Regions from separate parts of the Macaca mulatta genome. Here region 2 is linked to region 1. A link is a contact called in public Hi-C data. All regions are on one chromosome and are shown on one strand. The core of a region is the stretch at or near the end of the contact, and the rest is flanking DNA. Distances in the headings are between cores, read along the strand shown.

What was found. Hi-C and Micro-C count contacts between places; a contact is called where the count stands out from the background.
Region 2: a contact with region 1 is called in a Hi-C map of fibroblasts, with 3 times the contacts expected there. The contact joins the promoter of ALCAM here to the enhancer-like site in region 1. A contact is called at or near these places in 4 of 14 Hi-C or Micro-C datasets (CD4 T cells, fibroblasts, liver and 1 more).

Annotation. Positions count from the first base shown.
Region 1 is chr2:178,134,514-178,141,860 of T2T-MMU8v2.0, reverse strand. The region is part of intron 1 of ALCAM (activated leukocyte cell adhesion molecule); the gene reads left to right. Among named protein-coding and RNA genes, the nearest start is that of ALCAM, 140 kb to the left of the region's middle. Within about 2 kb of position 3,815, at least 4 of the 40 cell types and tissues checked have an H3K27ac peak or open chromatin away from gene starts, as enhancers often do.
Region 2 is chr2:178,278,132-178,285,478 of T2T-MMU8v2.0, reverse strand. It overlaps ALCAM (activated leukocyte cell adhesion molecule), which reads left to right and starts at 3,882. Exons shown (of 16, transcript NM_001257702.1): 1 at 3,882-4,434. The coding sequence starts at 4,362.

The DNA of each region.
Region 1 (7,347 bases), core at 2,566-5,065:
TGTCATTGTGATTGTGATTTACATTTCCCCAATGATGAGTGATGTTGAGCACCTTTTCATATACCTGTTGGCTACTTATATGTCTTCTTTGGAAAAGTGTCTATTCAGGTCATGTGCCTGTTTTTTTATCTGCTTCTCTGTGGGTTTTGTTTTGTTTGCTACTAAGTTGTATGAATTCCTTACATAGTTTGGATATTAACCCTTTATCAGGTTTATGGTTTGCAAATATGTTCTCCCTATTCGCATGCTGACTTTTTATTTTGCTGGCTGTTTACTATGCTGTGTAGAAGCTTTTTAGTTTAATATAGTCCTATCTGCATATTTTAATTTTGTTGCCTGTGCTTTTGGTGTCTTATCCAAAAAAATTTTTGCCAACTCCAATGTCAAAGAGCTTTTCCCCTATGCATTCTTCTAAGAGTTTTATGTTTTGTCTTATATTTAAGTCTTTAATCAATGTTAAGCTCATTTTTTGTATATTTTTTATTTTTATTTTAACTAACTCCTTACTAAATTAAGGTGGGATTTTTTTCACCACATCCATACTGAAATCTTTTATTTTCTGGAACTTCATAGTCTACTAATGTCAGTGGGTCAATATGGTTATGATCTGCCTAATTTCCCCCAGATGTTAGGAAACTCTGAAAAGCAGATGTCAAAATGGATTTAACATACAAAGAATGTATTAGGAAAAACACTTATGCGAGAAAAAATGAGGAGGAAGATGGTGGGGCGGGGTGAGGGGTGGAGAATAAGCATACCGCAGAGTAAAGATGGTCTCAAGTGAAAGAGAGAGGACAGGAAGGTTGGGTGGAAGCGTTCTAGACTGTCACGCAGTCTGAGGAAGTTTCATCAGGGAATCAGGGTATCCCTGATCTATAGTCAGCCCTCATAGGAGTCTCTTGTATCCAAGAAACTTACCTGTCTTAGTATACTTGTTGCATTCAGTTACTAGCTGGGAACAGCTGGTAAAATTGTAACCTTAGCCCAAATCTGGTAATAGACAGAATGCAGTAGTTGGGTAAGTTATGTTCCCAGCAGTTGAGGATCTGTGAGGAACATTTTAATGTCCACTTGACTTCACAGAGACTTTTTCCCCTTAAATAATAAACAAAACAGATGAACCACTTATTTAATAATGTTTAAGGATGTGAAGAGGAGAAGCAGAGACAGGTGAGACGGAATGCAAATATTACCAAGTGTGGGAAACCAACGGAATGCAGGCACATTCTCAGAAGAGGGGCTCATGTCAGGGTTTAGTAACACTGTCCACATGTTCAAGTTCCTGTGCAATCAGTCTATAGGTGCCATTGGCCTGCTGTAAGAACTTGTTTTCCTTATCCAGTGTTTTTGTTTATGTTTTGCCACCTTGTTCATGATAGTTAGTCTTCCAGAAATTCTTCTGGGGTGTTCATTTAACCATTTCCTAAATTGTGGAATAAATATGAGACATTAAAAAATTACATTTGGCCTCTGGGATATAAAATGAAGTTTTCAAAGAGTTAAAATCTTTGGAAGTATTGGAAAATTTAAAAACTGGAGGCACCTTCAGATGCAGATTTCATACCCTTAGAAATGATAAAACTACCTTTCAATACAGCTTCCTATATTTCTCATCTCTACTCACTGCCTTCCTAAATTATCTTGTTCTTTTTCCCATCTTTCCTCCCACTCTTCAATTAAGAATGACTGTCAGGAAAAATGGAATACATGAAAAGTTATTGTTAAAATATTAATAGATGTCAGTATGACTCTCTAAGTTCATGCATTTCAGAGTTACCCCACTGGGCTACCATTGTGGGCAAGCTACAATGGGCGTGACTCTCCATTCTCACTCAGTCCTTGAGGTGACACACCATCTCTTAAGGCAGAAAGATGATTTTATCTTCAGATACCAGATTATGCTGATTGCCCAACTGTATACGACTATTTGTTTTATTTTTAATTTCCTCTTTCCTGTGCTTTTAGTCTCTTTCAAAAATGTATCTTGGATGAACATTCCATCTCCCCTTTCTCCTCAAAGCTAGAAAACTAGATCTTATAGTAAGCTAACTTCAGTTCTTAAAGAAAGGACAAAATGCCATAGAAAGCCATAATTTTCTTCCTATGACCTTAACTTATATTGCAACCCCTCCAGGGAGCTGTCAATTAAAAGCGTGGAATTTACACAAATCTAAGTCTCGGAAATCAGCCAGCAAGCTGCACCAAATATGTGGAAAAACCTATTAAATAGCTTTTTAACCTTTATTACTTACCATGTTTGATCGTACAAATCTATATCCTCAGGAGACATAGGCAATGCTAATTGTGATTCATGTGAAGAAAAGAGGAGCAAAAAGTATTTCAACTGATATAAACATTTTTCAGTATGAGGTTAGATACTTAATGTGGAATATACCAGAAACTAGAATACTGGACAAGATCACTCAACCAATTCAGAAGCAGAAATCTACTACTCTGCTCATTTAGTAACCATAATAATTCACTTTTTTATCCCTGGTAATTCACTACCTCAATTATAACACAACATTTTCTAAGTCAGTAATTCTAATACTATTGAATATTACTTTAAAAGCTAAAGCAATACAGTTCATGTAAGCTATTATTGACAGATGCTTTCTGTGAAAACGAGGATATTATTGGCTAAAAGTCTTTGTGATGTATTTTTTCTAAAGCATTTTGAGGAATATTAAGGCAATTAGAAATTTTTTGTTTTGGAGTTTGGGAGTGTTATCAAAGACAGCTTTGATTTTCTCAAATCAAGAGATCTTTTTGTTGTCATGACATTAAACTATTTGCAGAAAACAAATTTAATAATGTCACAATAACTGTGAGTTCTTTCTGAAGACAGACTTCATTCTAAACTCCCAAACTTTCCATTACTTCAGATGATTTAATTAAGATCCTTTGGAAAGCATTATGCCTGCCTTTCTGTTGATAATGTTTTTACGAATGCAGTACACTCTTCTTCTTGCTAAAATAATTGAATTGTATTCACAATTTCAATACAACTTATGTGGTAAAATGCACAGGAAAGTATAATTTTTCTCCATTTCAGTAGAACTGATACTCTGAAACAGTTAAACTTAGACTTTCATGCTCAAAAAATGTACAGAGCAATAGAATCTAAATGTATTCATCTTTTCTTTGCATTAGTTAACCTGAATTAATATAACTAGTATTTCAAATATAAGTTTCTACATCTCCAGTTAAGCTAGTTCCCAAATGAAGTCAACAGGATCAGAATCCACACTAAACTGAAGAAAATTTAGTTCTTTAGCAAGAACTAAATTGAGAAAATGAATAAGGGGAGAGGGGAGCAGAAGGAAAATCATACTTTGCTGGCTATTTTTATTGTATTGACTAATTATCTGAGTGAAGGACTCTCCTTATATGAGCACCTTAAAGACTTAGCCTCAAATTAGAAGTATGATAGTAGGAAACAGTCAACTTTAGGAACTTCAATCAACATAAATTATTAATTACACACGTGTTTTTGAGCAAAATATGTAGTATAAAGAAAAACATGCGTAAACATTTCTCCTGTTTAGTCCTCTTTACTATGAAAATCTACTTTAAAACAAAATAGAGACAATTGTTCTTTTTACATAGAAAATCTAGATTTTTTGGTTCATTGTAATCTTTCTGCACCCCCTTCCCACGCACTCAGAGCATGAAGTATTTTTAAATGTTTTTATTTAAGTTCATCAGCACTTAAGGGACTGTGCCTTAGCATGTTGGCATAGACCCCATAGCCTAGCCAAAAATACTCATCATTTAGGAATGATGACTTGGTAACACAGGGGTTTCATTGTGGTCAAGAATGTGGAATCTCAGTCTCCTGCTCAGAACAAAGAATGCGAGGATCATTGCCAAGGAAACCCTAAAGCCCAGTGCTTTTAGTGACATTTCAAATGTAAGTCTAGATCTGTGTACTTTTTTTCCATCTATATTATATTCCATTAAAATGTTTTTTAAAGCAAAAATAGCTTTTGGGAGGACAATTTTAAGAGGGGACAATTTTTGGGGAACACTAATCTCAAATCACCACAGTGCTCCCTTCTCACTACCCTGTAGCTGTATTCCCAAAATTTCAAAGAATAATATAGTAGATGCCTTAAAGTTCATTCCTGGATCTCAAGTTAAGAAATGCTAATGAGTGCAGTAGAATCTGCACATATTCTGATTTAAAATTCATGAGGCAACTCAAAAAATAAAAATAAGGTTCACAACTTCAATCAATTCTGTTGCTTTTTGATCATTTCTAAATAAGTTTTTTGCTTATAATTTTAAAATGGCCCCAAAAGGAATTCAAATGCTAGTGTTGATGATGAAAGTAAAGAGAAAATAGAGATCTAACATTTTATTGCATTTTATTAGAGAAATTTTATGTGCGCTTATGAATTTGGGAAAACTGCCAGTCTTAGGACATGTTCCTTATGAAGATCAAAGATCTACTCTGTAGGAATTGTTATAATAAAAATTGAGTTTGCCCTAAGAGAGAAAACCAAGCGTCACTCAGTGCCTCTCACACACTGTGCTATTGAGGTAGTTCCTATCTTCCCATCTATAGAAACCTCAATTCAGCGATGGGGTCATACGAAATTTCCTCCAAGAAGCTTTTACCAATATCCTCAATCTAATTGCTGAGATTCCTTCCTATACAGTCCCACAGCATTTAGTTTACCAACCAAAAACATCACACTGATTTCATCTTGTTTTTTAAGGAAAAGACCTCAGTGTTTTACTTATACATTTTCTTCACAAAGCACACCTAAAACTTGCTCTGTAGCAGGTGTCCAGTAAATACTTGATGCATGATTGAATGATTGGATGATTTTTGAGATAGGCCTTAAAGGAAACATAGGAATCTGAACAGAGTGGATGGGACCAAGGAACCATAAAAATTAGGTAGAGATGGGGTAAAGCCTAAACTAATTGGGAGAAACTGTGACTCATCCAGCCTCATAGATCATTTTATACTTGAAGAATAACAAACTATCAGACTAAGGTAAATTAAGAAGGTAATTTCCTGCACAGCAATGTAAGTAAGTATCGATAATGTATTTTTAAAATGTTATTGTTTGTGTAATTCTTTCTATGACCTATGGATTATTACATTGACATAGTTTAATAGAAAGATAAATATTTAGAGCATTATATTGTATCAAACTTGGAGGTAAAATAGAGTACCTATCTTAAAACATAATTCTTGGTACTACTAGTAGTTTATAATTTAGTAACATGGGCATTTTCCTCCTGAAGATTATTCCACAGTGGCCCAAGTGGTGGGGGGAAGAGGAAGGAATAATTATATTTGTCTTATTTGTAGGTCTTACTCAATTATGTCTACATTATAATGTATAACACTTGAGAAAGGCAATGCAGAAAATGAATTTTGAACAAATATATCCCTACTTCAGATGCAGCAGACCCAAACTGGCCTCCAACTACCCCCATTTGTTGAAGGAATTAACAAAGAAAAAGAAAGGAGAAAAAGCCCTTCTTTCTGTTTCACAAAATGAAATTAGATGTCATCAGGTAACTTCTCTCACTCAGCATCCCTTCCAAATTACTTGGCAGTTATAGCCCCTTGTATCTCACACACGCACATGCACAAATGCACACACAGATAACTTACTTTGTATATCTTATGACCTTGATGATAATCTTAAACTCTTGTTTATACAATAAAATATGGGAGAAGTTGAGAGAGGAGATAACGCTGTGTGATGGAATCATAAAATCTCATGTTTAAAAAAATGCGTTTTCACTCTATCAGTAGAACTATGGTATTTTATCAGATTAAATACAATATATGTGAAATACATGGTTTGGAAAGTATAGTATGCATATATATACAGTATGTATAATTTATACTTGATTGTGATACAGGAAATAGACTTGCTAAAACAAAATATCTTTGTCATTTTTGTAAAGAGATTGGGAATCCACTTCCTGAAGTCAGGAATTAATCCCTCATTGTGGCTTAGTATGTTTCTGTGAGGCAAACAAATTTGATAATAACCAGATACTATCATGTACCATTTCTGCCTCTATTCCTTCACTTGTATTCAGTGATTATTTAGTCCTATGCTAAGATTCTATTTTTCTGAAAGTTCCTTTATTGGAAACCCAGTTTAATCACATGTGAGAAACCAATGGCTGAAGGTTTAAACCAGTGATTCTCAACTGCATAAGGTTTGGTGGGCAATTTTGCCTCCCATTGGATATTTGTCATGCCTGGAGACTTTTTGGCTGTCATAACTGGGAGAGGAGTGGTGCTGTTATCTGATGGGTAGAGGCAAGGCTACTACTAAACATCCTGTAATATATACAGCACAGCACTCTCACAGTAAAGACTCATTTGGTCTAGTGACCAGGTTGAGAAACACCGCTATAAACTAGTGTTACAAAATATTTACATTTTCTTTAGAGTTGTACATATCCTAATTCATTAGTGAAACAAATAGAAGCATTAGCATGTCTATCTGTCAAAATTAGTAAAAAAAAAAAATGAAAGTAATTTCTAAGGATAAACTTCTCATTTCTATCTACCTCCTCAGTGATAGTTCATTTGTTCAAATAAGTCTCTGTAAAATTTTTGTGAAACTGGCATTTAGTTCTTATAAGTTCTGAGTCCATTGTAATTGCAGTTAACCCCTTTATGACACTTAGCAGAGCTAGAGCTCAAATTTTCTTTTAAGGATGATGATGCTATTAATGTATTGGTGCAATAAATAATAATTAACCATGCTAAATTACAGCATGTGAAAATAGACTGTCTAATTATCATTCCATTTTCTATATTATTTGATGTTCTTCTGCTTGAAATGTGGTAGCAGATTCTGAATTTTAATCTACCCCAATTCAAATGTCTATCTGTCAGGAATGCAAAGAGAATGATTCCTCTGAATTTGGCAATTAGTTTTATGGAAAAGAGCATTTGTCACCAAAATGGCCAAAATTACATTTTTATTATTTCAATTAGAAATAGAATGTTTAGCTAACTTCAAAACATTACCAGAGTCTGCTTTCAGTGCCTCTTTTAAATCATTTTGTATACAAAACATATTACTGTAACTAGCTTATATGTTATGGTCACTTGCCTGAGATTCTATATATCAGAATTACTTCATTAAGAGATTTTTCTTTTCCTGTTCTCACCGCATTGAATTTCCATTAATACTTCTATGTAACCTTTCTAATTCTATTGTTCTTTACCTTTGGTTAATAACCTTCTATTTAAAAGTGCTTAAATAATTACACACTGCTTCTCAAGTATGACACATTTTATGTCTTATTGTATGTTGACATTTTAATAGCTACAGTAATAATAAGTCATAAAAA
Region 2 (7,347 bases), core at 2,633-5,132, 140 kb before region 1:
TCACTTTATACTTCAAAGTTATCACCTTGTTGACTAGGACTTGACTCATTCTTTTTGCCTTTCCTAAACCTTAGTCTGCCTAGACCAATCATTGAAGACCCAATGGATACCCCTTTCATCTTCTCATAACATGAACCCTTGTAAGTTTGTTTGAAGGTTTATATTCTATTAGGTATTTTTTCTCATCACTTATCATTCATTCACAAAAATTTATCAAGTGTCCAATCTATTTTTAAAGTATGGCTGAACATGTACTCACCGTAGGTGAGGGTTGAAGGAGAGAAGAGTGAATCAGATTTGTTGCATGCGCTTGAATTGTATACAATTTTGTTCAAGGAGTAGGAAGGCAAACAAAACACAATGATATACAGTGGTAAGAACAAATGTTTTCACCTTCCAAAACTATCTTTGTTGAAATTTCATCTCCAGTGGAAATTTTGTGGTGACTAATAAGGGGAGAAAAACTACTTCCATTCTTCAAATGCACACACAATTGACTATGTTGTCACATACTGATGGGATTAAAATTTTAGTACAGGGAAGGGGTCCTGGCCTGAGCCTTGGGAATCCTGAGTCCTGATCTCAACAGACCCTAAGTAGGAAACTTGCCTCTGGTACCATGTCACTGCTTTGAGCATATCATCCTGATTGATGATGAATTCCTTTATACTTAAAATACAAAGCTCTTCTCATGTCCCAGGTAACGTGAAATTTTTCCCCCCTGGATAAATGTTATTCATTTTTCCCTTTCAGCAAGATGTACGCTTATGATGCTCTGATGCATGACTAAACTATACAATAAATATTATTGGAATACTATGTATTCTCAATTGTAACAAAAGTGACTGTGATCTACATGTAGCTGGAAACACTCTTCCTCTCAAGAATTAAGTAAGATGGATCCAATCCCACATTGACTAGATTTTGAAAGATAAATTCTATTATATTACTTTGTGGAGCTTACATTCTCATGTTTATTTCTAACTCTGAGCTCTTGCTTATGCTACATTATTTCAGTTTAGAAATGGTCTTGTCATCTCACATGCACTGTACCTGGCCTATGCAGATAGGGTGTGCTGCTTCATTAGTAAATTTCCTTAATGCAAATGTATGTGAAAGGATGAGAGAACTTACGTTTAAATCAATCACCCCACCAAAAAAGCCATACATTTATTGTTATGCATTCTTGATAAGCAAAGTGGATAGCGATGAGCAAAGTAGACTGGAATTCAGTTCAAGAATAAGAATGCCTAGGGTAGAACCCTGGCTTTACCATTGCTATGAATCATTGGGTGACCTTGGAAAAGTTGCTTCAAGTCTCTGGGTTTTACTTTCTTCGTGAGTAAAATGAAGATGAAAATAGCACCTCCTTCAATAACTTTTTATGAGGGGAATACATCTAATTCATATAAATTGCTTAGAATATTCTAACATGTAAGTGTTGCTAATTAATAGATCTAACGACCTTTGAACATTTTTAAACTCATGCTTTGTGTGGTTGCCTTTGCCCCCACTCCCAGGCCAAATTTCTATTTTAATGGTTATTATTTTGTTTAATATAGAGCAGTTTCACCATTATTTTTTTATGACCAATAGCCTTTGGAGTTACTATTCCAAGTGGTTTATCAAGGCATTTTCCTAAACTAGGACACATTCCTTTCTAAAAACAATTCTGGAAACAATGGACTATGCATTCAAATATATATTATACATATGCACATATATATATGCATGTTTATGTGTATGAGTATAATATGGACATATTTGTATTGTCAGTTGCCCCCAGAATTCCACGTGTTTGTGTGTTTGATCCCATTTGATCCTCACAGCAATCCCATGAGGCTAGCACTATTACCACTTTTTACAAGAAAGGAGACTGAAGCTTAGAGAGGTTAAATGGGTTGACCAAGATCATACAGTTAGTATCAGAGCCCAAATCAGTCTTCCTTTTGCAAATCTACTTTTAAACAATTAGGCTGTATAAACTCCCACTGCAAAATAGAGGAGGTCAGATAGAGGGTTCGAGGGCCTAGGTTAAATATATTGTTAGGACAATTTATTCTAATATGCCCCACCTATAGCCACAGTGAAAAAGAAAACAATTCCCTAAAGGAATTATAAAGGAGTCCATGGAAATGCTAGCATTTCAGCCAAACTTAGCTCATGGAATATAGAGTTAAAAGGCATTTGCCTCCTAGCGATAGCCTTCCTGTTGATTCATAAGATGCAAATGAAATGTTAATGTTTAAACTAAGTGGGAGAAACTACTTATTTTGAGAGAGAAAAAAAATATAGTATAAGAGTTCTACTCTAGAATATTGTTAATGTAAGAAGAACTGGACGAACAGGACAAGCAGGCTTTTGAGAAAAATTACAGCTGAAGATGGGGCTTAATAGTTTAGAGCACTAAAAGATAAATACTTTTTAAAATCTCTGTGTGTGTGTGTGTGTGTGTGTATGTGTGTGTGTGTTGCGAGTCTCCAGTCTCGCTGGTAACTCGCAGTCTTCTGATGAAAGTTCAGTATGTAACGATTACTAGTTGGCATCCTCTACTGGAGACCAGTCTCACAAAAGGGTGACCCTGTGATGTACGAAAGGCTATTTAATGCCCCAGCGAAGTGCTTCAGGGACCAAGATTTTATTATTCTTTGGTGATGAGAGTTGTGATCCTGCATCCCTGATTTAGAGCCACTTAGGGCTCCGACAGCTCCACCCCGGTGTTCTAGAGGAAAATATCCCTTCATGCTCTCTGCCTGATTTGAAAGCGACACAGCTTCGCGATGTTCCGCCTGGGAGGTGGTTCAATCTTTAGAAATTGCCTGAGAAGCCTGTCCATCTGCTGGAGTGCCTGGTTTTCGAGAACGGACCAAGACGGACTTGGCTTTTAATCTGAAATAATTTGATAATTTTCTGTCTGTAACTTAAAATCACCGCTTAACAAAAGTAAAAAAGTGACAAGCTTTCTAGAGGGCTTTTGTAGACATTGGGAAAATCCGTATGACGAAGTACGGTTTAGAAATTCCGGATTTAATTTCCCCCGGGAAAAACAAATATCTTCTGTTTGGTAGCGGGCAGTCGACTCACGTGGTCTTCCTTTAAAACAAAGTCTATGCCAGCCGGGGGTGAGGGAAGTGGTGGGAGTGAGCAGGGGGAGCAGAGAGATTCGAAAAGTACAGGAGGAATCAGTCCAGTACGGGGATTGCCCCTGCCAACCAGTAGCTATTCCTGTTAACTCCCAGGAAGCAAGTTTCCACCTTTGCCACTTCCTCCTGCCCTTTCCTTTTCCCTTCACTACGGCTCTTGGACCCAAAGTTCGCTCCCCACCGCCACCGCCCTGCTCCACTATTGTCTTTACAGGACAGAAGGCTGCAGCAGCACGGCGGAGAAAAATCCCTGAGGAATGAGTCAGTGAGATGGGCGTATGGGTGGAGGAAGAGGGCAGTCGATTTTTAAACCTCAGCGGGGTGGGTGGGGAGTTGGAAGCCAAAGGCCTTATCACTACCGCGCTGCAACATCACAGAAAGTGTTAGTCCCAGGGCTCTCCCGGGAGCGCGCGGCTCCTGTGCTTTCTCCTTATTGGCGGACCTGGACCTGGGGGCGGAGCCGCGGTGAAACCCCGCCCACCCGGACGCTAGGACAGGGGCACATGGTTCTCCCCGATCCCGGAGCTGGGCTCAGGGCTCGGACTCAGTCCTGCAGCGCCTCTAGGCTGCGGATCCTTGCTTCAACCACCTGCTCTGCGCCGCGTCCGGGGAAGTGGGGAGGAGACCGGAGGGAGGGAGGAGGCGGGGAGAGGAGGAAAGAGGCAGCTTACACACGCCTTCCAGTCCCTCTACTCAGAGCAGCCCGGAGACCGCTGCCGCCGCCGCCGCCGCCGCCGCCGCCGCTGCCGCTGCCACTGCTACCACCGCTGCCACCTGAGGAGACCCGCCGCCCCCCGTTGCTGCCTCCTGCGAGTCCTTAGCACTCGGCGTTTCATGCACATTGCCACTGCCATTATTATTATCATCCCAAGACAAGGAAAATAAAAGAAGATACCAGCGAAAAGAACCGCTTACACCTTTCCGAATTACTCAAGTGTCTCCTGGAAAGAGAGGGTCGTTGTCCCCGGAGGAGCAGCCGAAGGGCCAGTGGGCTGGTGTTGAGCTGGAGGGAGGAGGAGTTGGGGGCATTGCGTGGTGGAAAGTTGCGTGCGGCAGAGACCCGAAGGTGCAGCGCCACAGCCCAGGGGACGGTGTGTCTGGGAGAAGACGCTGCCCCTGTGTCGGGACCCGCCAGCGCGCGGGCACCGCGGGGCCCGGGACGACGCCCCCTCCTGCGGCGTGGACTCCGTCAGTGGCCCTCCAAGAAGGAGGAAGAATATGGAATCCAAGGGAGCCAGCTCCTGCCGTCTGCTCTTCTGCCTCTTGATCTCCGCCACCGTCCTCAGGCCAGGTGAGCAAGGGCCTGGGAGCAGCCCCAGACAGACGTGGGCCTGGAGCAGTTTCCTAGGTCCCCGTCCCAGCCTCGCACCCCCGAGGCAGTGCGCCTAGGCGCATGGATGAGGTAAGGGGACCTCTGTCCCGGCACAGAGCTGTCCCCGGGCTCGGTCACCTGTGCCGCACGTTTGGGGTTGGCTGGTTGGTTCAAGTTTGGGCATGAAGCTGGGGAAACTGGGTGAATCTCCAAGAACTTGGGGCTCCGGGGTTGTGGTTGCAGGGGCCCGTGGGCAGGATTCGCCTGACGCTCTCCGCTGGTCCCTGCGACTCCCAGCTAGGCGGCGGACTCTCGCCCTCTGACAGTTCCTCCTGTCTCTGGGTATCCAAGTCCACGTCACTGCGCCCCGAGCGGTTTTTCTTTCGCTTAGCTCTCGGATGAAATAACTGCCGGCACTTTTTCGTGATAAATCCCCTTGTAACTTCCCCTTGGTGAGCAGAGGAAGGGATGGGAGGGGTACAGAAGGAGAGGACTTTAATCACCTCCTGCCCCCCACGCCTACCTTGAGAAACCTACTGATGCTTCAAATCGTGGTTTCAACGTTCCCCCCTCCGGTCCCCGTCCATTGTCTGGGCGGGTGGTGAGTGTAAGGGTGACCGCAGGCAGATAACACAGCCTGAACAGGAATTAGTAGCTAGGTCTGGGAGACACCTCAGTGAGACGCTTGTGAATTTCCAGGACCTGCTCATAGAACCTCAGTTCTCAGTTCTGTACTGAGTCTTAGAAGAGAGAGAGATGGGGTGGGGGGGGGGAAAAGGCAAAATTCCCAACAACTAAAATATCTCGCGGGAAATCCCTTTCCGCACCCTCGGGGACGTCCGCTGGCATTGGTATCCTCAGACCCGCCTGGCGGCTGACACAAGTTGTTCCTAACAGGGTATTCTGTGCGCTCACAGTTGCCTGACAGAGCAGCAGGTTCCTTTGCTCCCCTAAACTGAAAATTTGGGGGATTTTTTTTTCTTTGAAGTTTTTATTTCTATCCCTGCGTAGACAGTTGCCAGTTAAACTCCTACTTCCTGGTATTTTGGCCTGTTTGTTCTTAGCTTTTTCTTTAGTTTTTATCAAAGAAAAACCTCACTTCCTTTTATCCGTGCATATCCCTTCAGCTGTCGGCAAGCTCAGGTCACAGAAGAGGTTTGAAAGCCTCTGAATCTCTCCCAGGAACTGGCAGGGAGAGGGGTTTGGGGGCTAGAGCCTGTGGAAGAGATTACAAGTGTTTGTGAGCTGCTGCTGCTGCCGTTGCTGTGTGTGTGGGCGGGAGGAGTGCCCTCTCCAGATCTCTTTATTAAAGTTACATTTCTGGGTGAGGTAATGAGCTCACCTGATGTTTCTGAGGCTGAGGGGGGAAAAAAAAAAAAGAAAAAAAAAAAAAAGGCGTCTGCGTTCTCTGACAAATCTCGGGCTCTGGGGCGGGGACTGTGAAACCATAGTTCAACCGGATTTAAAGCAGGTGTCCTAGTGTAACAACGCTGGGGAGGTAGATGGAAAGGCGAGACCCCCCTTGGGCCTGGCACAGTGTGGATTTCACTTTTTCGAGATTCCACTGTCCGATGGAGAAAATGACACTTTGGAGCCAGGGAATGAGTCAAGAAGGGAGGACAAGGGTGATGTCGGTTTGTAAGATGCAAACGTCCACACGCCCAGAGTTGGTTTCCGATTAACCCTCTCGATACTTGGAGAATGTAATCTCACCTACGTCCACACCCCTGACCACAGGCACATACCCAGTTTCCTCTTCTGTGCCGTCACAGGCGGGCCACGTCGCAGGATAGGTTTTTTTTTTTACACATTTAACTGCTAAAAGGGGGAAAGTTCCGCTTTCAGACCTCCTGCGCGGTGATTCTTTTGGCGCCACAGACTAGTGTGTCCAGGGGGCACGGAGCTGCGCGCTTTCAGCGAGCGGCTGGCCCCGGCTCACCGCAGCCAGCCACGGTGAATCTGAGGATCCGATGCTCTGGACCCTCAGATCCGTGGTTTTTGTGAATTACCGAGCTGGCATTGCCGAAATTCTCATTGCAATATGAGTGTGTTTTAAAGGGAAAGGTTACAGCACTAAAGGCGCCGTGTCTACACTGAGGAAGCAAGTCTTGGACAGTGAGTGCGCCTCCTTCGGAGCCCTCTGAATAACAGAGCCCGGTGGGGATGCGGTGCCAATAGCTGGCTTCATTTGAGGGGGGTAATTGACTTCCCCGCCGGCCACCCTTCATTTCCGGAGCAGTTTTAATAGTGTGTGTCCAGTTGTAGAGGTCAAAAACTCGAGTTTGTGAAACTGCTTCCCCGGGTCTTTTGGCCTGTAGTCGCTACACAGTCATTGATATATTTTAGGCGTGCCTCGTTACCTGTTTTGAAAGGAGAGGAAAACGAAAACTGAATTCAGAGATAAAGGCAATGAAATGTGTGTTCAGCATCCGAGGTAGCAATAATCTCATTATTCTTGTAGAAAGAGCGTCAGCCTGTGGTGACATTTTGTATTGCTTTAAAAAAAAAAAAAAAAAAAAAAAAAGGCTTTTCTGGATTATTTACAACAAGGAGGTGGGGCGCTGCAGTTAACTCTTCACTTGGGTCATCTGTGTGAACCCCTCGATGGGATGTTTCATAACTACTCACTGATATAAGATTCATCCTAAGACATGAGCACACATAAAGCTTTCTTCAGTGGGATATTATGTTTGAAACATATCAATTGATCTCAAAAGGACTTGGGAAAGCATCAACTCAAATAATGTCCTTTCAAAGACTATTGATGTAGGACTACTAACATTGATTAATTTAAAAACTGAAAACTGTTTAATAGCCAATATGTATTATTTTTTTCCTTAAGGATTTATTTAATCCAATGGCAATTTACAATTTAATGAAGTATTATTTGCA